Linked DNA regions of Mus musculus: all the other regions are linked to region 3. Evidence: chromatin contacts called from public ChIA-PET and HiChIP or PLAC-seq data. All regions are on one chromosome and are shown on one strand. The core of a region is the stretch at or near the end of the contact, and the rest is flanking DNA. Distances in the headings are between cores, read along the strand shown.

The links. ChIA-PET counts read pairs in DNA pulled down with a chosen protein or histone mark. HiChIP or PLAC-seq counts read pairs in DNA pulled down with a chosen protein or histone mark.
Region 1: a contact with region 3 is called in an RNA polymerase II ChIA-PET map of memory CD8 T cells, with 27 read pairs. The contact joins the enhancer-like site here to the promoter of Ptbp3 in region 3. A contact is called at or near these places in 4 of 39 promoter capture datasets (the C10 cell line, hematopoietic stem and progenitor cells, liver and 1 more), 4 of 115 datasets of contacts at active chromatin or transcription factors (effector CD8 T cells, extraembryonic endoderm stem cells, memory CD8 T cells and 1 more) and 1 of 9 other capture datasets (liver).
Region 2: a FOXA1 HiChIP or PLAC-seq map of pancreatic cancer cells shows a contact between it and region 3. The contact joins the enhancer-like site here to the promoter of Ptbp3 in region 3. A contact is called at or near these places in 4 of 39 promoter capture datasets (the C10 cell line, cranial neural crest, liver and 1 more), 2 of 484 Hi-C or Micro-C datasets (both in liver), 2 of 115 datasets of contacts at active chromatin or transcription factors (embryonic stem cells and pancreatic cancer cells) and 2 of 9 other capture datasets (adipose tissue and liver).

What each region holds. Positions count from the first base shown.
Region 1 is chr4:59,293,850-59,296,630 of GRCm38.p6, reverse strand. No RefSeq gene overlaps it. Among named protein-coding and RNA genes, the nearest start is that of Gm35578, 14 kb to the right of the region's middle. Within about 2 kb of position 1,335, at least 21 of the 459 cell types and tissues checked have an H3K27ac peak or open chromatin away from gene starts, as enhancers often do. A contact at or near this core is called in memory CD8 T cells, where this site is marked.
Region 2 is chr4:59,318,026-59,320,725 of GRCm38.p6, reverse strand. The region is part of intron 15 of Susd1 (sushi domain containing 1); the gene reads left to right. Among named protein-coding and RNA genes, the nearest start is that of Gm35578, 38 kb to the right of the region's middle. Within about 2 kb of position 1,270, at least 100 of the 459 cell types and tissues checked have an H3K27ac peak or open chromatin away from gene starts, as enhancers often do. A contact at or near this core is called in liver and pancreatic cancer cells, where this site is marked.
Region 3 is chr4:59,548,000-59,550,699 of GRCm38.p6, reverse strand. It overlaps Ptbp3 (polypyrimidine tract binding protein 3), which reads left to right and starts at 1,336. Exons shown (of 14, transcript NM_178164.3): 1 at 1,336-1,552.

The DNA of each region.
Region 1 (2,781 bases), core at 86-2,585, 250 kb after region 3:
GAATGCAAGCAAGGGTTACCATACCTGGCCAAGGCTTCTCCTTTCTCTACATCTGAGGGTTTTGGGTGTCTGTCTGTCTGTTTGACTGTCTCTGTATCTGTCTGTCTGACTGTCTGTGTTTGTGTGTGTGTCTGAAGAACAACCAGATCCCCTGTTGTTGAGTTCCTTATACAGACTTTGAATAGTAAACTCTATTGGGCTTATGGTTTTTGACTATTTCCTCCCATCCCTGGATTGTCCTTATCATTTTGTTGGTTTGTGTGTAAAAACTTTAGTTTGACAGAAGTCCCATCTCTGAGTTTTGCTAGAGGACAGAAAACATTGTGACCTGGAGCTTTGGCTTCATCTGTCTCTTTCTTGTATCAATGAAAGCAAAGTGATGTGACAACTGTGAGAACGGGGGTTGGGAGGGTATAGAATAGAGGTGAGAGATGAGCCCCTAAACAAGGTGCCACAAAGAACAGCTGCTGGTTTTTTACCCTGAGTCACACAGGGGTTTCTCCACCCTTTCTGCTACCAGATACCTGGTTCTTTTCTTTTATGTCTTCATACTCTCCTTTTTCTTTCTCTCTTTCTCTCTTTCTTTCTTTCTTTCTTTCTTTCTTTCTTTCTTTCTTTCTTTCTTTCTTTCTCTCTCTCTCTCTCTCTTTCTTTTCCTGTCTCTTTCTTTCTCTCTTTCTTTCTTTCTTTCTTTCTTTCTTTCTTTCTTTCTTTCTTTCTTTCTTTCTTTCTTCCTTCCTTCCTTCCTTCCTTCTCTCCTTCCTTCCTTCCTTCCTTCCTTCCTTCCTTCCTTTCTTTCTTTCTTTCTTTTTTTTTTTTTTGAGACAGGGTTTCTCTGTGTAGCCCTGGCTGTCCTGCAAATCTCTTTGTAGACCAGGCTGGCTGAAACTTACAGAGATCTGCTTGCCTTTGCCTCCTGAGTGCTGGGATTAAAGGCATGCATGCCTAGCCTGACGTTCTTGTTTGGAATTGATGGCAGACAGTTGACCACCTACCTCCCTTTGGTGCTCCTTTTCTTACACCCTAATGAAGACCAGATGTGTGTCTCTCATTCACTGGTGGCACCAGGGGCTTCCATGTCACTACTAAGCTCAGCTTGCCCTGGAATTTGCCACGTAGCCCAAGCTAGCCTCAGACTCACAACCGTCCTGCTATGGCCTCCTGACCACACACATGTACTACCGTGCTGTCTCCCAGGACAGTTCCCAGTTAGACTGAAAGTTTAAAAGTCAGCTGTTTGGGGTTTGTTTTGTTTGTTAATTTTACACTCATCCTTAGCAAATTGGCCCTGTAACTGATCAAAACAAACCGATGATGTCATTTACTTTCATTATGACTCCTTGTGACTGGGAAATCAGTCTAATCTTTATTTTACATTAGTCAATCTGCATCTCATCCTCCCTCTCCAGGGATGGGATTATTACCCTGTGGGTGGGGTAGAATAACACAAAGTATGATGGAGAGATTCACAGCTGGAGACCACCGTAGGCAGGGTCGGAGCTGACACTGAGGGACTGGTAGAGGTTAGCCTGTCTGAGACTCTAAGGGAAACCAGAGGCAGTGTGTATTAATGTGTGGGTTCACATAAGAGTATGAACAAAAGCACAAAGAAAGGGGGTGTTAAAGACTGAAATCGAGGGCCAAGAGAGGAAATAGGGGAGATATTAGGAATGCAGAAGCAATATGGTGATTCATTGGATTGCCTCAGTGCTGGGAGGTAGGAAAGGGGAGGAGACAGTTGCTTATCAAACCTTTCAAAAGAACATTTAAAGACAGAACATGTGGCCAGGCCCAAGTTCAGTGGTGGAATGCTTGCCTGGCCTGGGTAAGGAGGAACCTGGGCTCAATGGTCAGCAAGAGGACAGAAAGGAAGTGGGGCATTATGACTAATGAAACATTGTCTTCAGGCACGCTAGATATCCACTTAAGTTGTATTTGTCGTTTAAGTAGTCACTTGGAAAGACTAAGCACTACTGCAAAAGATCTTGAGAGATCCCCTTTTTAGTAATTAATTGCCTTCAGAACTTCTCTATGAGCCACAAATGGGCACCAGCATTATAGCCTCAAAAAACCTGTCTCTGTTTCTCTGTATATGGCGAGAACATATATGGACATAAAATGTATTCCATTAAAATGTGGCTGGTTAGACATTTCTTCTACAAACTAAGAGCATGTGGCAAATTGCTTGTATCTATTTTCCAAAAAGATACAACTTAGGGAGGATAGTTCAGAAGATTTCACTCATAGAACAGCGAAAAAGAAAGGCAGGGGGTACTCCAGACTAGGAGAGCAATCTTCAAGGAGGGAGTCGGACATTCAGAGCAGCCACAGTGGGGCACCTCCATGGAGAGGTAAAGAGGCAATGTTTCATTTATCTACTGGGTTTCTGGTTTTAATCATTGTGGTTGGAAAGCTGCTACATGTGAGTTTCTGATCCACCCGGGTCTCTTGCTGGTAGCTCCTAAGGCAGTCACTAATAATCAGGTCGTCCGCCTAAATCACTCATAAACACCTTAACAAATGGTGGGGGAAGATGAATCAAGCTTTGCGTAGTTTAGGTAGAAGGTCATCTAGAAGGAGAATCTGTTTGTCAGAATTTCTGACCACCAAAAAACCCAGACATGTGGCCCTTTATACACAGCTTGGATTCTTTATGTCTTCAGATCCACTGGCCTGCAGCTCTTGCCTACCCATGTGAATAAGATAAGCCGTACAGAGCCCATACTTCTGAAGAAGCTACTTAAAACCCACATTGGGCTTGAGTCAATCACCTGCATGGGA
Region 2 (2,700 bases), core at 21-2,520, 230 kb after region 3:
CAGCCTTCAGCAAGGAGATTCTTCCAATAAGCCTGACCTGTCACACAAACCCTTAAACTTGGGTCTACAGGTCAGAACTTAAGTCTTGAAGATCCTAGGGGTGGGCCATATTTGACACTGGAAATATTCTGCTAGCTTTGAAAAGCCACATAGCAAGGAATGCAGGTGGTCGGCAGGAGCTCAGAGACAGACCTCGCTGATAGACCATAAGGAAATGTGGACCAAGTTCTGCGACTTCAAGGGACTGAATTAAGCTGACAGTGGGGACAAACTCTGAAGCCTTCTTCCCCAGAGCCTTCAGATGGGAGGGTGAGCCACTAACACACGGTGATGGTGCTGAGCAGAGAACCCGTCACAGTGTGCCTAAACCGGGAACCACAGGACTGAGCTAATGGGTGGGCTTGTAGCTGAGCAGTGTGTGAGATTACAATAAAATGAATTCAGCATTTATCAAACATTACCTCTGCATCTATCGCCTCCTTTGCCCCGCTTTTCTGTGTTGCCCATGGTGGAGAAGTCAGATAAGAATAACACAGAAAGGTCTGGAGAGATGGCTCAGTGGTTAAGAGCACTGACTGCTCTTCCGAAGGTCCTGAGTTCAAATCCCAGCAACCACATGGTGGCTCACAACCATCTGCAATGTGATCTGACGCCTTCGTCTGGCGTGTCTGAAGACAACTACAGTGTATTCGTATACATAAAATAAATAAATATTTTAAAAAAAAGAATAACAGAAAAAAAAAGAACACACTAAATCATTACTTATTCTTCTGTGTTCAAATGAATGTACCAACTGCTCTCTGGATGTGTCCCAAGCCAGACTGAATCATGGCATTAATTTATTTCTACCATTGGATGGCAACAGTTGCTTTCAGGAAATGACCATACCTGTGTACATAATGCCCACACCCAGAGGAAGTCGTCAAGATTGTCACAGGGTCTAACTTCCTCTTCAACACCTGTGGTCTTTCTATCAGTAAAAGATTAAAGAGAAGCTGCGTTTGCTCCCAAGCAGAGTCTCTGCAGAGAGGAGGGCTATAGTTCAAGTGTATTTACTTTCTCTAAGAATGACTAACAGCACATGAGTTTCTAAGAGAATATTCTGCAGATGATTCAGAGGGAAAATAAAAGGCCCCACAGCATGAGACTGGAAGGGAGGGGAGCCCGAGAATGGCAAGACCATAAAAAGCCTATCATTCAGAGTGGCCACTTGTAAATTTTATTAGGCATTCGCAGAGGATGAAACTGTACAGCCACACCCATGAGCGCTGCTGTAGACTTTGAGGTTGTATGATTAGCAAACCGAGAAAGACCTGTAGCCAAGGACTGGAAACCCGTGCTGGGAGCCAAAATCCAAGGATGCTATGCAAAATAAAGGGCACTTTCTTATTTCTTTTATATCTGTGTATGTGACGGTGTCTGTGTGAGTGTATGCCATATAGGAGCAGTGCCTTCAGAGGCCAGAATGGAGTGTCAGGTCCTCTGGAGCTGTCATTACAGGTGGTCCTGAGCTGCTGGTTAGCAGGGGTTCTGGGAACTGAATTCCACTAGTGGAGAAGAGCAGCCTGTGCTCCTCCGTCTCATCAGCCTAAAGGTTACTTTTTAACACTGACTTTCAATAGTAATGTCTAGCGCAAGGGATAGCATGTCTCACTGAGGAGGTGGGTGCTGCTAGTGGATGGGTCAGGGGAAAGTTGGCGTCCTCAGCTCCTATTTGCTTCTGTCTTGCTGCAGTGTGAGGAGTGTCAGTATCTTCCCACCTGTTTAAAGTTCAGCGGAGTCACACAATTTCCAACTAAGCCAGATAAACAACTGCCAGCGACCTTTGTGAGACCTGGAAGAGAAGGCTAGGGCTGAGCAGTAAACAAGGACTTTGTACAAAGAGGGCGCCACCATTCTGAAGGTAGCTTGAAGTCAGGGCCAGCCCAAGTGATGGCTTGGCTCTCATGCATAGCAACAGTGACAGCATCTCTAATGAGTCAGTGTGGAGCATGAGGGGCCCCGGGTGTCTCCCCTTTTCTCCTCTCACAGACTCACTCATTGGCCAAGGAAGTAGGACAGAAAGCAGTGTATTTTGACTTCTGCTAACAGTTAACAGTACCGCTGTGGACAGAGTGTGCGATATGAGGGCGGTAGATAGGCCTAGGAATGGGCTGGAGAACAATGCAAAACCGACATCAGCTAGCTAAGGAGTAACTCCTGATGAGCAAATCCACAGCTCACACAGCATGGACTCCAGTCCACGGTCCTTCAGTTCAGCATTTTCATTCATCAAAGACTAAAGTGTGGAGGAAATAGGTGAGGAAAATACTGATAACCAAAACTGGAGAAGTGTTCAGAGCATAAAAGTACCAGAATCTCTTTAACCCCTTTATCTCCAACGCTATATTCCCTCCTTGTCTCTGTCTCTGTTCCTCGGTGTTTCTCTCTCTCTCTCTCTCTCTCTCTCTCTCTCTCTCTCTCTCTCTCTCTCTCTGCTTTTGTTTGTTTGTTTTGTTTTGAGACAAGGTTTCTCTGTGTAACCATAGTTGTCCTGGACTTGCTCTGTAGAGCAGACTGACCTTGAACTCAGGAATCTTTCTGTCTCTGCCTCCTGAGTGCTGGGGTCATTTTCTCTTAAAAACCAAAGCCTCGCTGATTGTGCAAATGATGCTTTTTAGCTATTGTAGTAGTTTTGTGTATATAAAATACACACTTTCA
Region 3 (2,700 bases), core at 87-2,586:
CTCTGACATTTTATTATTACTTTATTTTTCTGTGACCTAGGATGGCCTGAAACATACTATGTAGCTCAAGGTAGCCTTAAACTCAGGTAGGAATTATAGGCACAGTTATGTGCCTATATACCAAGTTGCTATTTTAAAATCCCATGTGGCAATGTAGGGTGGAAATGTTTCTAAACTTAATGTTTAGATTTAACATACAAAATGTTTTTTGACATCTTCTTGAAAAGGGGAACTGAAATTTCTTTAAAAATGACCTTCCTGAATTGCAAGCTGGTTATACTTTTTTTTTTTTTTTTTTTTAAAGAAGTGTCTACTTATTTTAAAGTAGGTAATCAGGAAAGAGATTGAAGTTGTTACTTCCTTTGAAATGGTGTGGGCAGACTTTGAAGACATGGCTTAAATGGCTCAAATTTCAATGATCTGTGAATTGAAAAAGCATTCCGTTCGTTCAGAAGTAGATGTGCTTTGAAAGAGGGGGAACGTGTGTTCTCACTAGTTATACACATTATATGTACTAAATAGCTGTTTTACGTTTTACGTGTAACTTGGTTTTGCTCATACTAGAGGAAAGGGTTTTGGTGCAAACAAAACATTTTCTGGCTGTGAAATTTCGGAGATCTCTCGCGTACCTGGGAAAACATTAATCCTTTCCAATCAGGCTCCCCCAGCCCCGCCCCGCGGAAGGATGAATAAATAAACTTATAAAATACTGGCATTGTAATGGCCATTAAATAGCTATGCAATGAAAGTTTCTTTTAGTATTTGATTGTTGGGTAGAAAAGCACTCAGATTAAAACCGTGTGAAAGTGAAGATGGACTTCAGTCCTGGGCAGTCTCATCTACTTCATTTCTTTCCCAACCACACCTATCCGTCCAGTGCAGGTCTCGGAGGTCAGGGTCTGGCGGACAGGCTACCGTCGCTGCTCTCAGGTCCGGAAAGACCACTGTCCACCCCTGCCCCGTGGACGTCGCGCGGGTCCCCTGCCGTGCTGCCAGCAGTGTCGCCCGCCAGTAGTAACTCTGCTCTGCTTCAAAAGTTCCCTGGGGTCCCCAGGCTTTTCTAGCCAGCACCGTTCAGGGCCCTAAGCCTGAGTCCCGGGAGCCGGAAGGCCCGCGGGCTTGTAGGAGGGCGAGTCGCGAAGCGGGAAGCACAAGGCGCGCGTTCCCGCGAACGCAGGCGCGACGCTGGGCGGGGGGCGCGCACGCGCGCGGAGGCATGGGCGGGGGTGGTGGTGTCGGGGCGGGGCAAAGAGGCGAAGGCGGGAAGAGGGCGCCCTGGAGTCCAGCCGAGCCCCGGGAGGGCGTCGACGCCGAGGGGGCGGGGCCAGGCGAGGCGGGAACGCGCTCGCGGGCCGGGAGGGCGGGGGCGCGGCGCTGGCGAGAGCGTGCCCGGTCCCCGCCCCTGTTTCCCACTCTTCCTTCCACCTCTGACCGGCCGGAGCTGCGGAGCGGCTCCGCTCGCTGGTTTCCCGGAGCCGCCGCCCGCTTTCTCCGCCCGCGGTGAGCCCGTCAATCCCCGCACAACGCGCTCCTCCATCTGGGCCATGGATGGGTAAGTGCCGGGTGGCCGTTCCGGGGCTGCGCTGGCCTCGTTTCCTCTCGGCGACGCGTCCCGCCGAGGCCGGGGAGCAGGGCGCGACGCCGGCTAGCGGAGGAGCGGCCCGGGGCTAAGCCCGACGGCAGGGACCTTGGGAGCGCGGGGGTCTGTCCGCCGCGGTCTCCGCTTCCTGCGCGCGGCGCCCCCGTCACGTCCGCCCCTCGCAGCCTCGGGGCGCCTTCGGGAAGCAGAGACGAGCCAGGGCCGGGGTGCCGGGCCGGACTCCCCACACTTCCTCTCAGAAAATGGTGCGCGGCGCTGGCGGGGGCGGAGGCTGAGGCGGCCGCGGCGCTCGGGGAGTTGCTGTTTACCGGTGGGGTGGGGCGCGCGGCGGAGCTTTCCCCCGGCGGCGGGCCCGGGCGAGCGGCGACAGCCGTCTGGGCGGCGACCGGGTCTCGAACTGCGGGCCCGTGCGGGTCTCGGAACCGGCGGGGTCTCCCGATTTGGGCTGTGAGATACGTTAACCACTTCTAAATACCGAGCGTCTGCACTTTATCACCAGGGACGCTTCCTCTTCGTTCCCCACCCCCAAGAAACTTCGTGAATTCGCCTCGGGCGATGTCAGATATTGTGTAAGTGTAGATTTCCGGGCGCTTTCAACTGCTCGGTTTAAATGGGGTCTGTGACTAAAAGGGGGAAAAAAAAAAGAAAAAAGAAAAAAAAAAAAAGATTTACAGTCACCTTTTCCGAGCTCGTAATTTCTCTGGGAACTCTGGAACATGGGGCAGGACCTGATGTATTTTAATAAAAAGCGTGAATTGAGGGTCATATAGTCAAGATTAAAAAAAACCACCAACAACTCCAAGTCAATTAGAAATTCCACCTTTTATTTATTTAAACCTTTGCCGTTTGAGTTGTTCCTTAACCCCCTCCCCCGCCGACTTTTGTTGACAAGGATTCTATAAACTGCGGAATGGTGGAGCATATAACTTGTTTGAAAAGTAAAATACATTTAGTAACTTGCCGCGTAGTTGATCATACGTGTTTAAGTGAGGACACTAGAATTTTACAATTTTTGCCCTCGTTAGGTTTCGTTTATCTTAATTTCACAATATTGTGATATATGGTTTATCTCATTTGAATGCAGATTGCACACTGCTGCA